Regions from separate parts of the Mus musculus genome. Here region 2 is linked to region 1. The links are chromatin contacts, called in public Micro-C maps. All regions are on one chromosome and are shown on one strand. Each heading gives the region's core, a stretch centred on a gene start, on an enhancer-like site or on the middle of the called end of the contact. The rest is flanking DNA. Distances are from core to core; before and after follow the strand shown.

Evidence for each region. Hi-C and Micro-C count contacts between places; a contact is called where the count stands out from the background.
Region 2: a Micro-C map of embryonic stem cells shows a contact between it and region 1, with 1.8 times the contacts expected there. The contact joins the enhancer-like site here to the promoter of Paqr9 in region 1. A contact is called at or near these places in 7 of 39 promoter capture datasets (3T3-L1-derived adipocytes, the HPC-7 cell line, embryonic stem cells and 4 more), 11 of 484 Hi-C or Micro-C datasets (the HPC-7 cell line, embryonic fibroblasts, embryonic stem cells and 2 more), 4 of 115 datasets of contacts at active chromatin or transcription factors (embryonic stem cells, liver, pancreatic cancer cells and 1 more) and 3 of 9 other capture datasets (adipose tissue, liver and pancreatic islet).

What each region holds. Positions count from the first base shown.
Region 1 is chr9:95,558,237-95,561,146 of GRCm38.p6, reverse strand. It overlaps Paqr9 (progestin and adipoQ receptor family member IX), which reads right to left and starts at 1,513. Exons shown (of 1, transcript NM_198414.3): 1 at 1-1,513. The coding sequence starts at 1,188. The coding sequence ends at 61.
Region 2 is chr9:95,611,245-95,613,944 of GRCm38.p6, reverse strand. No RefSeq gene overlaps it. Among named protein-coding and RNA genes, the nearest start is that of Gm25582, 12 kb to the left of the region's middle. Within about 2 kb of position 1,369, at least 14 of the 459 cell types and tissues checked have an H3K27ac peak or open chromatin away from gene starts, as enhancers often do. A contact at or near this core is called in embryonic stem cells, where this site is marked.

The DNA.
Region 1 (2,910 bases), core at 264-2,763:
AACAACAGAAACTCCACGCAAACCGGTGGGCAAACCATAGCCTCCTCCGGGGGTGGAGGCTCACTTTTTACTGCAGAATTCGGTGCTGTTCAGGAACTTCCTGATGACTAGTCCCAGGCAAACCACCAGCAGCAGCATGTAGCCCACTGTGCCCGAGAAGGTGGGCGCGGCAGGGGGTGCCTGGAGGAACTGGCGCAGGCCCTCTTCCACGTAGTACACCTGGTCATAGATGCTGAGGAAAGTGAAGATGTGGAAGAGCTGATGGCTGTGGCCAATGATGTCGAAGAGACCCGGCTGGATGCGCTCAGGGATCTTGCTCACGTTGAAGAAGGCGGCCACCACCAGCCAGAAGTAGCGGCGGTAGAAGTGCACGAAGAGTGTGGGGTTCTCGCCTCGCAGGTCGAAGAGCCAGCTCTCTAGCATAATGGGGCAGGCCATGCTGAGCGGCATGACGAAGACGAAGGTGCGCAGGGCGAACGGGTAGGAGCACCAGTCGGTGCGGCTCTTACAGCAAGCCACGGTGCAGGCCACAGCCAGCACGAAGGCCACGGGCAGCACGAGCGCGCGGTAGACCGCGATGAGGCGGGTGCAGTCCACGTGCCAGCCCAGGCGCTGCTGCACATACGGCGTCATGACCCTGGCGTCCAGCAGGCTCAGGCTGGGCAGCAGGTAGTAGTAGTAGGCCACGGTGCTGCCGAAGCCATAGTAGCTGATGGAAGCGTAGTCCAGGTAGAAGAAGGCGGCGCGCAGGCGCAGCGACAGGCAGCTGAACACGTGCGCCGTGCAGCTCATGGCGAAGGTCAGCAGCACCCCCGACGCATAGCACCACAGCGGCAGCAGCCAGGGGTGGTGGAAGGGCACATCGCTGCCGCCCAGGAAGAAGAGGCGGCAGAACTTACTGAGGAACAGCAGCAGCGGGATGAAGTGCGTCCAGAAGTTGAGCGTCTCATTGGTGGGCTTCAGCACCGAGGCCAGGCACTCTTGCGCGGTGCACGGCAGCCGCCGGTAGCCGGACAGGATGAAGCACTCCACGAAGTCATCGGGCACCTCGTCCCAGCGCAGCAGCGGCTTGGTCGTGGCCGCCGGCGGGCTCCGGGGGGCGGAGGCGGAGGCGGGATGCGAGCGCCGGGAGGTCGAGGCCGGCGGTCCCTTCACGCCGGCGCCCCGCTGCTGCAGGCGCCGCGGCATGGTGCCCCGGGCTTAGCTAGGGCGCGCGCGAGGCCACCGCGGGCGCCGGGCGCCGTCGGAGCCTTTGTGCGCGCGCGCGCGCGCGGGACCGCGGCCGCAGGTTGGCTACGCGGCCTCGGCTTGGAAGCGGGCTGCTCCGGGGGCTCGGCGCACCGGGCGGGAGGCTGCTGCTGCGCGCGCGGCTTGCCGGCGGCGTCCTCGCCACGCTCGGGTCTCTCAGCCCGCGGCCGGCCGCGCTGCGGTGGCGGCGGTGGCGCGGCTGACTGCGGCGGTGGTGGCGGTGGTGGCGGCGGCGGCGGCGCGGCGGTGACTGGGCATCGTGCGCGCGGGGCGGGCGGCGGGAGGCGGGATGTGCGCGAGGCGCTGGCGGGGGAGGGCGGCGCCGCGCAGGGCGGGGGCCCCCGGGGTTAGGGTGTCTGCGCCGCGGCGGGGGGATGGAGGTGTCCCCTGTCTTGCGTCTCCTACCATCCCCCCCTTCTCGGGCTGCGACCGCTCGGGCCGCCGCGTTAATGATTGATGCGGGGCCGGAGGCTGGCCAGAGACGCGGCCGCCGGCGCCCAGGGCGAGAGGGTGGGCAAGGGTGGGCGAGGGGGTTCGAAGTGCGACAGCCACGCCGGCGTTCTAGAGGACACTGGGGACCCGAGTTCGTGGGGGGCGGGGAGCCGGGCTGGGCGGAGGGATGCTCTAACTGTAACCTGCGGAGGTGTCAGGGAGGGCACTGCGGTACCCGCTTAGAGACGGTGTCCGAATCCGAGCTTGGCGGTTGTCAGACAGCTGGTGCTGCCTGCCTCTCTGTTCTGCTGTCTGTCATCCGTGTGTGAGTGTGTGTGTGCCCCCCTCTGTGTGTGTGTGTGAGTGTTGCCCTCCTACTCAATCCACGTCAAGTCCTAGTTTATTTCCTTACTCTAGCGGACCTATTCAGGTGCGTCACTATCCTCCTCCTCTCTCTCTTTGTGGTGTCTAAAGGGACCTAAAGGGACAATTCCCAAGCTGGTCTTCAGCTCAACTCACCAACTCGGAAGCCCCAGCTTACTCCTCTGTGGCTTCTTTAACTAGGAATCCGATGAAGAGCTCAGGAGCGCTCGACAACGGATTTTCAGGAACAGTTTCAGATGATGGTTTGGGGATTCAGAACGCCTCTAAGGAGCCGGGGAATGTATTAAAAAGGGTTTCCCAAGCAGAGCTGTGCAGGAGCCTCGGGAGGAAGCAGATGAGGGAAGACTATAGGCGTCTTCTAGAACAAACCAGAAAAGAGAGTTGAGAGGGTTCCTAGAGGCTTAGCATCGATGGTTTAGAGAAACCTATGCATAATTAACCTTAGAAGTACCTGGCAGGTCTAGTATGAGTTTCTTCAGGCAAGGGGCCCGAAGAAAAGGAGACTTGAAGAGTTCAGAGGTTTGTGATGAGCAGCGGTGTGAAAAATATCATAACCTAGACTTCCAAGATGGGGGTCTCCCAGTGACGTCTCAAATGTTCACCGTGTTCCATCTTTCAGTGATACTCCGGGTGTGGCTTCATCTGACCGGAGTCTTCACCTTGGTATAACAAAGATATACATACAGTTTTGAGGTGTTAGGCACTTGATGTCTTACAGCTTTAAAATATCTTAGATACTCTTTCCCCCATTTTGCAGATAAGGAAAATGGAGGCACCATGGCCATGTTGAGTACACCCAGGTGGTGAATGTGAACACAGGCAGTCTGCTGTTAGACTTCATATATG
Region 2 (2,700 bases), core at 120-2,619, 53 kb before region 1:
GATGGAGATTGGTAATCAGTAAAGTGGCATAAGTGGGCGGGGCCTGGGGCGGGGGAATGGAGCTTCATAGAATAAGTGTGGAGACCCAGAGCGTCAGGGAAAGCATGCCCTGGCTTTGGTTAGTGAAAAAAGAAAGGAAGGAAGGAAGGAAGGAAGGGAGGGAGGGAGGGAGGGAGGGAGGGAGGGAGGGAGGGAGGGAGGAAGGAAGGAAAGAGAGAAAGACAACAAAGAAATAAAGAGAAAGGAAAAGTTACAATAAGAAAAGCAGGCAGCTGGCAGAGCTGAGGCTCTGCAGTGCTGCCCGACAGAAGGCGTGTGAGTGGCTTCCTCAAGGGAGCGGCTTCTGGGAAAGAAAGATGCATTATCTCATTAAGAGGAGAGCTAATCCTCCATTCTCCATAACATGACAGGCCTAGCAAAATTAACTCCTTTTTCTTTTCTTTTCCTTTTTTTTTTTTTTTTTTTAAAGATGAGTGTCAATATGTAGCCCTGATTGTCCTGCCATTCACTGTGTAAACCAGGCTGGCCTGGAACACACAGAGATCAGTCTACCTTTGCCAGGATTAAAGGCATGCAAACACCTCGTGCAGCCTGAACTAACTTTTAAAAGGTAGAGAGAAGAGTAAGTAACATTCCGGGTTAGAACCCAGGTAGAAGCCAGGGCGTGAAGTAGAACTTACATCCTATTCTTTTGTCCTGGTGGAACGAGCTTTGCCCTAATGAGCCTCAACAAAGCACAGATATGTCCAGTGGGAGAGGGCAAGACCTGCAAGAGTTTGTTTGCCAAGCTTAGGGCTACCAGAGCTCTTCAGCTGGGCCTCAAACTCAGGTTTTCTAGAAGAGTAGCCAATTCTCTTAACCACCAAGCTGTCTCTCCAACCCCAAGAGTTTTTTCTCCTTTAGTTTAAATCAATGGGATAAGAACCTTGAAAAGCCCAGTTTTGTTTCTCACTGTGTTCTGTTTTGTGGTTGTTTGCTTTGTGTTTTAGGCAAGGTGTTACTAAGTAGCCTTGATTGGCCTGGAACTTGTGGAGTCCAGGCTAGACCTGAAATCAGAAATCAGCATGCCTCTGCCTCCAGAGTGCTGGGATTCCAAAAGCTGGCACTACCAAACCTGGATTGAAAAATCTGGTCTTGAAAGAAGAGAACACCAGGAGAGAGATGGTTCTTCTCTCTGAGTGCTCTGCTAAAAGTTATCTTACCGGTGTCAGGTATCAGTTACAATCATCTTAATGCTTTGTAACATTGCTGCTTTTATTATAAATAGCAAGGGAATGAAAATGAGAAGCGGCCACTCCTGGGTATGGTAGAGGAGAAAGTTCCTGTTGAAGAGGTGAAGGTGAGCAGAGCCAGACGCATCCGGAATGCTTCAGACTGAACCCCACCCAGAGAGAAGAGGGGGTGGGGAGAGAGGGTCTGGAATGGCTCAGACTGAACCTCACCCAGAGAGAAGAAGGGGTGGGGAGAGAGAGGAAGACAAGAGAGAGGGAACGGAGAGAGCACATGGGAACCAAAAGAACCAAGAGGCCAAGAGTGGAATCAGGAACCAAAATGGCTGAGGTTACATAGGGAAGAACAGCTGGGGGAAGGGAAGTGAAGCTCGGGGGATGGAGAGGTTTAGGGCAGGGGGTGGGGTGAGAAGTGCTGGGCGGAGCCACTGGTACTGAGGGATGCTGAAGAGCTGGCCATCGCTGCTTTGATATCTTAATAGGTATCTCAGTTAGCCCTTTGTCTAGAGCTTCTCTGAAACCTAACAGAAAGCTTATCTAGATTTCAAAATGTTACTGTTTGTTGGTGTGCATCTCTTGTCATCTCCACCATAAAAGGGAAATTTAGCAGAAGTACTTGATAAATGTATGCATGCATCATTTTGCATATATTACATAGCAAAAAGCCTTGAAGCGGTGCCTGAAATAGAAGGCTATCAGCCAACAGAGGGTTTGCTTGTATGAATGGCTTTGACTTCCGTTTCAAATCGCCACTCAGATTAAAAATGCAAGTGGGTGGGATTATCTTCCATTGGATGTGATGTTCAAGGGAAATACCTTACCTGAGATACTACCCCCATATCTGTGGAGATAAGTCTGTCCCCAGTAATGATCAGCAGCTAGGATATGAAAGAGTAGAACTGTCACTCTCCCTTGTCAACTTGACATAACTGGGATGAGGAAATGTCAGTTGAGGGGTTGCCGCCATAAGATGGGCATGTGGCCATGTCTGTGGGGCATTTTCTTGACTGCTGGTTGATGGAAGGGGAACCAGCTCACGCTGGGTGGTACCCTCTCTAGGCAGGTGGGCCTAGGCTGTAAGAGAAAGGCAGCTGGGCAAGCCAGTAAGCAGTTCTTCAGTGGTCTCTGATTGAGTTCCTGCCATGGCTTCCTTCAGTGATAGACAGTCACCTTAGACAGTAAGTTTGCTCAGGGGCAGCTGACTCCAATTTTCTTTTTGGTTCAACAATGTTAGATTTTGATCATGCCCTTAACTAAGAGTTGTTGTTGTTGTTGTTTTGTTTTCCTCAATAATCTAGTGAACTACACATTGTAAATTGTCCTCATTGTTTTGAGACTTGACTGTCCATAAAATGTTTCATGGTATGTTGACCGTCTTACTATAAACCCATAACATGTCTGACCATAAATTCATAACACATACCTTTTCTATGATCATAAAAATCACTGCAAAATTCTAGGGTTTTTTCTT